3 separate regions of the Zea mays genome follow, and regions 1 and 2 are each linked to region 3. The links are chromatin contacts, called in public Hi-C maps. All regions are on one chromosome and are shown on one strand. Each heading gives the region's core, a stretch centred on a gene start, on an enhancer-like site or on the middle of the called end of the contact. The rest is flanking DNA. Distances are from core to core; before and after follow the strand shown.

Evidence for each region. A called contact is a pair of places that touch in the nucleus more often than the background predicts.
Region 1: a Hi-C map of endosperm shows a contact between it and region 3, with 4 times the contacts expected there. The contact joins the promoter of LOC100281460 here to the enhancer-like site in region 3. A contact is called at or near these places in 3 of 25 Hi-C or Micro-C datasets (bundle sheath, endosperm and tassel).
Region 2: a contact with region 3 is called in a Hi-C map of leaf, with 8 times the contacts expected there. The contact joins two enhancer-like sites. A contact is called at or near these places in 4 of 25 Hi-C or Micro-C datasets (bundle sheath, endosperm, leaf and 1 more).

What each region holds. Positions count from the first base shown.
Region 1 is chr2:69,032,455-69,035,154 of Zm-B73-REFERENCE-NAM-5.0, forward strand. It overlaps LOC100281460 (serine/threonine-protein kinase NAK), which reads right to left and starts at 1,322. Exons shown (of 5, transcript NM_001154378.3): 1 at 754-1,322; 2 at 145-347. The coding sequence starts at 949.
Region 2 is chr2:69,700,284-69,702,983 of Zm-B73-REFERENCE-NAM-5.0, forward strand. No RefSeq gene overlaps it. Among protein-coding and RNA genes, the nearest start is that of LOC100282506, 110 kb to the right of the region's middle. Within about 2 kb of position 1,443, at least 18 of the 20 cell types and tissues checked have an H3K27ac peak or open chromatin away from gene starts, as enhancers often do. A contact at or near this core is called in bundle sheath, endosperm, leaf and 1 more, where this site is marked.
Region 3 is chr2:69,365,097-69,367,796 of Zm-B73-REFERENCE-NAM-5.0, forward strand. No RefSeq gene overlaps it. Among protein-coding and RNA genes, the nearest start is that of LOC100284396, 73 kb to the right of the region's middle. Within about 2 kb of position 1,440, at least 18 of the 20 cell types and tissues checked have an H3K27ac peak or open chromatin away from gene starts, as enhancers often do. A contact at or near this core is called in bundle sheath, endosperm, leaf and 1 more, where this site is marked.

The DNA.
Region 1 (2,700 bases), core at 72-2,571, 330 kb before region 3:
ACCACACATGTGCAAACACTGCTTTTTCTTGAATGTCCTAGAGAGATCAATGACGCCATTGGTACGACTGAGCCACTTTTGTACTAGTCCAACAGCATGAAACAAGAAAAGTCGAGGCCCCGTTTTGACAACAAAGCTCATTACCTGGCCCATGTCAAGGCGGCCCTTGTAAACGCGCCCAAACCCTCCCTCCCCAATGAAGCATTCATCTCTAAAGTTCTTCGTTGCGGCTGCAAGCTGGCGGAAGGTGAAGGTCTGAGCAGAGATGACATTGCCACTGGCGTCCCTGAGTACTGAAAGCTCCTTCTTCGAGCCAGCATTGCCTTTAGCTCGTGTCTTGTCGGCCCCTGCACATATGCATTGTCTACATGATCATGCAGATCAAGACAGTCATACCCCAGCAACTCAGCAAGCAAGCAAATATACTAATCATAATAGAAAACATATCCCGGTCTCTAATCAACGGATTATCATCACGTTTCTGAATTTGGAGATACAAGTCGATACCTTTCCCCCCTTCTAATAATACTGTAAAAAGATCTGAAGGAAACACAGAATCGTTCCTGTCATTTCCCTCAATCACATCAACATGCACAAGAATCAGCCGCTCCATTCGTACCAACCCAACCACCGCGAAGAGACTAACACGGAGCATCAAACCTCGGCCGGATCCGGTTCCGATCCCAACAACAAACCAAGCGGAAGGATCCCAGTTCTCAGGGAGAGACGGAGACGCGCATAAACAACACGCACCTGCGGGGCCCCTCTGAGCACGCGGCGGCGCCACCACGGCCTCTTCTACCCGGCCGCCTCCACCACCAGCTGCAGCGGACGAGGACGAGGACGCGGTCGCTCGCCCACCACCGCCATTGCCTCCGCCGGGGCCCTTGGATCCGTAGTACTTGAGCTCCTCCTCGCGCGTGGAGCCGAAGCACGGGAAGCAGCCCATCGCCGGTGCCCGGGGCGAGCTACCACCAGCAATCAATAGCTCACCGCGGCGCCGCAAGACGAACCCGCATTTCCGCACCGACAAGCGGCTGCGCTCCTGGTTGACGGGGTGGGGGAGGGCGGCACGGATCAGGGAGGCCGGGGGGAGGCGAACAAGTGGGGATTGGGAGGTGGAGGAGACGTGTGGGCGGTGGCGTCGGCTGCTTTGGGCAGCAGCAGCTGCTTATAGCAGAGCAGGCACGGCAGGATGCTCGGGCTCAAGGTCCAGGCTCCATGGGGTTGGTAGGACGGAAACGGGAAAGCGTGGGACGGAAACGGGAGGTTAGGAGAGACTTCACTGTCACTTTACAAGGATTTTCTGAAAATTATTCTGCGATCTAGGTTGCCCCTTTTGAAACAAATATCTGTGTCCAACAAGCACGTGTTATGTTTTTTTGCCTGTTATTTTCCATGGTAGATAGTAAACGTTCCTTAAGTTTAGCATTACAATATTGAATCTTATCATCCATTTAATATAGACATAGAAATTAAGGATTAAAACGATTATTATTTTCGAACAGATGGAGTAACTATTTATATGTGAATTAACAGAATACTAGCAATTGCACTGATGGTTTGAGGAATAAATTGTTGAGCAGCAACATGCAAATGGAGTACAGCCCATGTCCAAATCAGATGTCGGCTCTTTCACACGCGCTACTTTTTTTTTGTCTGAGGTGGCTGCAGAGTACTACTGATTTTGTATCGACTAATTATTTTAACCGTCCAGTTGACTTGAGATATTTGGTTTCTATAGACTAATTAGTCTCTTTATTTTATTCCATTTTAGTCATAAATTGTTAAATATAAAAACTAAAATATAGTTTTGATTTTCATATTTGTTAATTTAAGACTAAAATATAATAAAATAAAGAAATTAAAATTAGTTACTAGAAACCAAACACCTCTTTATATCTGCTCACTATAATAAGTGATTCTCCCTATTTAAATATATATATATATATATATATATATTAATATCTATTGTATTCTACATGTTTAGTCTATTTTATTTTTAACTAAAAATACGCAAACAGATTTGTGTATCTGGCGTGGTGAAGACCCCTGCGACCCATTCAATATCGACTACCTATTAATCCTTCCGCATAATTAGATATTAAAAATCGGTAATCACGTAGTAGTTATATAGGAAATTGAATCTCCCATATCATCCAGTCAAACCTAGGAGATCATACGTATCGTTACATTCCTTTTCTCACTCCCATCAATCGCGCGATTGCTCTTTTGATATAAATTATTCTCATTACACCTCGCCGTTCGCCTATTGTTTCGATCGGTACTGAAGTGCATAATAAAACTCCACCCTTAATCCGCCATAATCAGAAAATAAAGGGGGCTATTTGGTTGTATACATAAAGAGCATCTCTAAGGACTCTCATTTTTTGACTCTATTTAACTCTCCATCTCCATAAAAATTACATTTTGTATGTAGCATCTAATTACCTCATTCCATACTTATAAGTTGTTGAAATATTAGGCATTTTTTAGATTAAATTCCGAATATAAATCATGATCAACAATAAATAGTCTAGGTGTCTGTTCCACAACAAATAACCTAACAGCTTACCTAAGAGCATAATCATAAAAATGCAACATACCTCTACCATAACAGATGAACTGAAGTATAAGGTCAAATCAGATGATGTGTACTGGTCAGACATACTGGTAGACGACGCGGGCCGGAAGCAGCAG
Region 2 (2,700 bases), core at 193-2,692, 340 kb after region 3:
TTGATCTTCAGGTGACACGTAACCTCGCGCTAGTCATAGCAATACAAACAAACAGGGTATAGGTAAAATTAACATCACACCAAACACAAGAAGAAACCGCATAATAATACTCTATGCGTTGCTACGAGGTCGTGGGATCGAGAACCGCAAAGATCGGAGTTATGGTTACAGAGTTATGATTTATGGGAGATCTATGTGGTCCAAATATTAAACTATATTATAAATTGATTAGTATACACCATATGAGAGAATATTCTATGAATAATTAACTCAACCTTAATCTTAATTATAACTTGACTAAAGATCTTATGTTAATCAAATTATAATTATGGATAGGTTAGCTTTGGTTTAGAAAAGTTAATCTAGTAGACATAGGATAAATAAATATCTAACTATAAAATATGCAATATGGTATAATTAATATTTTTACTGCATAATAAATATTCACATGAAGCTAGCGCGACTTGAATGGACCAAATTTTTATACCCTAAAATTAGTCCAGGGGTGAATCTGCAAATATCCAATTAAACCCTATTTATTTTAATTATAATAAGGATGGCGGGTTTATTATAACCAAACAGAGGGGCTCTTCATAAAATTTGCCGCGTGAAGGGGTATGAAGTGAGCTCGGTCGTTGGATTAGATTCGGACAGCCAAAGATCTAATCAGAACTGGTAGACCCCGGTGGCCGTAATATCTGAGAGCAACGGCTGAGATCCTAAATAACAGAAATCGCCAGTCGCCCGATCGATCCAAAATCAACGGCTCACACAACACCACGAACCGGTAAGAGATCGATCTAATCGCCATGGTTGATACCTGATCCAACGGCTACGACGCGATCCCCTACCCATCTCTCCTTACCGCAGACCAAACACAGCGGCGCCGCCCGAAGGGCGCACCGGCGACAAGCCACCCATGAACCGATGCCCTAAGCTCTAATTCTACCGGTGCCACGCGACGAGGAGGACAAGGCAGACTCAGATGAGGACTACTTACCGATGGTTAGGCTGCAACATTCCTTTCCCACAGGGACATGCGATCCATGGTGGATCCCAACTTCTGATGAGGAATTGCGACAGCGCCAGAGGTCGTTCCAATCCCACGACGCAATGCCAAGCATCCAAACGGGCCAGTGATTAACCTTATCTCCCAGCCAACCAGCAACTCACAATCGATGGCGGCACGGAGCGACTTCCTCTGTGCTCTCCCCCATGGAGGCTCTCAGCTCTCACGATCGCGCGACGTTAGCGGGACGAGATGCAGAGGAGTATGGGGAGCTGACTTAAGTACCCGGGAGGATCATGTAGTGGCTCGGGAAAAAGGGGAAGAGGGTTGAGGGAGATGCGGAATTCACAGGCGGGAGATCGGCGAAGTCTGTTGGGAAGACGCTCCTCATGACTCGGCCCCACCGCATAGCGACCGGAAGACGACCCTGATGACCCGGCCCCACCAGTTAGCGGTTCAATGGGTCTAAGGGCATGTACAGTGGTGTTTAATGTGGTGGCTCTTAAGGTGTTTTAGGGGGTTATTTGCAAAAAAATCTTATAGCCGTCTCTCCGTGAAGAGACGCCTCTGGCTCGTAAACCAAGTAACAACAGACACCTCACTTCCCACTGTACGAATTTGTCGTCTGTTCTATCGATCTGATGCTATACAAATACATTTAATTCTGTATTTATTAACAGACTATATTTAGAGACACTCCATTGTACAATAGAGTCTCTTAGTTGTCTCCTGTGCTTGAGAACCGTTTTGGTGTCTCTCCACTGTACATGCCCTAAGGCAAGCGCGCAAGGGCGAGTTGGAGAGTGGGGAAAGAAGATCTACAGAGTTTGGGTGTTTGACTAACGAAGTGGTCCCACCTGGCAGTGCCTCCGAGAGGAGCCAACCCAAGTGCAGATGGTGGCCGGCCGAGGGGCCCAACACGTAAGCGAGGCGCACAGGTGAGTGGATCTGGGCAGAGGGACCCACAATGCAGCGGCACATGGAGGGGAAGCGCGCAGTGGGTGGCAGACACTAGGCCGAGCCAAGGATCCGAATTCGGCCCACGCGCTGGCATGCCCCATTGGGTTATCTTTTCTTTTTCTTTATTTCTATTTTCTTCGTTGTTTTCTAATTTAAATCTAAAAAATTCGAATTTCTATTATAAATTCAAATGCACATTTCAGAAACTTCCAGTAAAACATAATTGTTTAGTTTATTTATTTATGCTAAAATGTTTTCAGTTATGAAAACCACACCTTCTCCTTTTTCTTTTCTATTTAAATTCAAATTCAGATTTTTCTAATTTGGATTTAGATTCTAGCTTGGGGTTTCATGCCCAAAAGTTCCTGGTGCAATCAACTCTATATGATATGCAATGTTGATATTATTTTATTTATTATTCTATTTATCATTGCCTTTTAAATGTGTAATTCCCACATATTTATCTCAAGAACAATAGTTTTATATTTTATGATCTCCATAAAGAAAATGCCCTAACATATGTCTTAAAGTGATCATCAATACTACTATTTGTAATATTTTTATTTTATTTTTTCCTTCCTATTATTCAATTATGGAAGAAATCATTTTCTTTCTTTTTACTCAGTTTCTGTTTTCTATTTTCATTTATAATTTGAGGTTGAATAAAATGTATCCTAACATAATCTTAAGCATGGGATGCACATTCCTATTTGTTTATGGATTAATCGACT
Region 3 (2,700 bases), core at 190-2,689:
TAGCTTTTAGAAATAAGTAATTTACATTGACCGCAGGTAACCGATGTAAAAACAACTAATTTACGACGGTTCTACTAAATTTACGACAACTAGAAAAAAAATCCATTAGAGACAACAGACTTATTTATAACGGTTTTTTGCCTCGACCATCGTAGATAAACTCCTTGTTTATAACGGCTTTTAAAAAACCGTTATAAATAACGCAGATTTATTTATGACGGCTTCAGCTAACCGACGTTAAATAAGCTAGACTTATTTACAACGCTTTTTTAGCTAACATAAATAAGTCACTTATTTGCTCATATAATTTGTTTTCTGTTTATTTCACAATACTCACAGAATACACATAATTCTAACGGTACACAGAATGCACAGGAATTCACACAATACACATAATTCTTACAAATACAAGTTCATATTTATAGAACATAACTTTACCAATTATATAGTCATGTAATATTAAGTCCTTAGTGTGTTACACCCATACAATACAATTCCAAATTCATACTACCGAGTCTCATGCACATAAGAAACTACAAAGTTTATACGAATGAGTCTACATTGAAAGATTGTAAGGAAAAATAGAATCTGGTCCATTTGTTTAAGTAAATTTGGTGTTTGATGATCAATATAATCGGTGAACTAATGATTTGCAAGTGTTTGTGTTTTATAGTTCACATGACGTAAAGTAGATTGGACTAATGCTATGAGGAAGCAACACCTAAAAAAGACCTAAAAGACTCAGAAGACATACAAATACTCAGCACAAGTCTAACATAAGACCAAAAGAGCCTAAGAGAAGAAGCTAGAAGAATCAAAGCCTGAGCTATTGGCTAGTTGTAATACTCAAAATGTAAATAATATAAAGTGAGGGATTTCCTTTGAATATTTTGCCATCTACTCATTTCAATATGGGAATATCCTTATTTAAGAGAACAAATATCTAATAAAACACTCTATGCATCATGTTGGAGTTTTTGTTTTCTTGTGCATTTAAATAATATTAGTAGGAAATTCAACAAAGAAGATGATAATAGGAATTAGCCCTAGATTGAAATTTGGGTTTGAAAATGCAAAAGATGGAAGAGAGAGATACTATGATAAATACATAATTTTGGCTATGTATTTAAACCATTAAATGGGTGGTGAAATACTTTATATGATTATTCATGTTGAAAGGTATATATTTGAGAGCATTTGTCTAAATGGAATAAATAATAAAAATATATTAATTGCAACATAATAGATTCTTATTGTGCATTTTGTTTGAAATGGCAATTCAAACTCAGATTCAAAATTGAATTCAATTTAGAAAACAGAAAATAAAACAAAGAAGAAAAGAAAATGCAACAACCTGCTATTGGGCCACATATGTCCTCTGGTCGACCCACTTCCCCAACTCACTCCAGCCTCCCACGCTGTGCGCGTTCTGGGTTGCCGGTCAAGTGGGGCCCACGCAGCAGCCTCCCCACCGCGCGCGCCCGGGCTGGCATGCTCGTCGCTGACACTAGGACTAGGATGTCAGCCCTAGCTCTATCCTCCTGAGCAGAGCTCCGCGGTCGCACAGTCGCCCCATCTATCCCCGTTCATCCAGAGTTCTGGCCCTGCGTCTCTGCTGGTGGGACCACCAGTCTGGCCAAATTCCTCTGCGCCATGGCTCCCTGTCTGAGCTCCGCGCGCGCGGCAACAAAATGCGACCGAAATTCTTGCCGGCTGCGCTATTGTAGCGGGTTGTTAGCGGCCAAAACTGAGTATAAAACACTCGCCCCTCTTCTTGCGCCATGGAACTACCGGGTTGTGCCCTGAGCTAAACGCAGAGAGAGGCTGGAGAGGGCGCCATGGGGAGAATCCGGTATCGCCATCTCTTCGGCAGGGGCATATAGCCTAGGAACACCGCGTCTCATGTCGAACACGTTCGTGGAGGTGGTGGGCTCTAACAGATGTGGTGGGGGAACAGATTGCCACCGGAGCATTTCCTCTCCGCAAATCCGCACCACGTCATGGTCGGGGTGACTGCGCGCTAAATCCTTGGTGAGTAACCTTTGATCCGTGTCGCCGATTACTCCTCTTCATATTGCATCTATCGGATTTTGCTATAGTGCGCTTGGGACCGAAAACGCGGTGCTCCGGCTATGGCGCCGCCGCCCCTGGTGACCAGCGCTACCGTGTCCTACTGTTGATTGGGGGGGAACAGGAGCCGTTGGTTGTCTGATGGACAGCTCGAATTACCCCAGGGATACCGCTTTGGTGGAATTGAAATCGCGACCGTTCGATTTTGATCCTGCGCGAGTGAAGCATCGGCACTGTTTTAAAATCATGACCGTCCGATCAGAATCGGACAGTGCGGGCTGCGTACCGGTTCAGTGAGCCAAGATCTAATCCCGGCCTTCGATATTTGATCGGACGGTCGAAGTCTATCAATACCCCTTCGCCGTGACCTTTAGCTAAAGAGCCCCTGAAATATTCATGAATCAACCCGCAGTCCCCGCGGGAGTAGTCTGAGTTTGGTAGGCTTTTGTAATTTTAACCCCGGGCTTCTATGTATTAGTGTGCTTAGTCCAGCGACTTAAGAAAATAGGAAAAACAAATAATAAAATACTTTTTTAGCACAAAAATAATTCTAGAACTTGTGTAATTCCTAGAACATCCATTTTTGCTCCAAATTGACCCATTCCAGTTGCAATAATTTTGTATTAATAT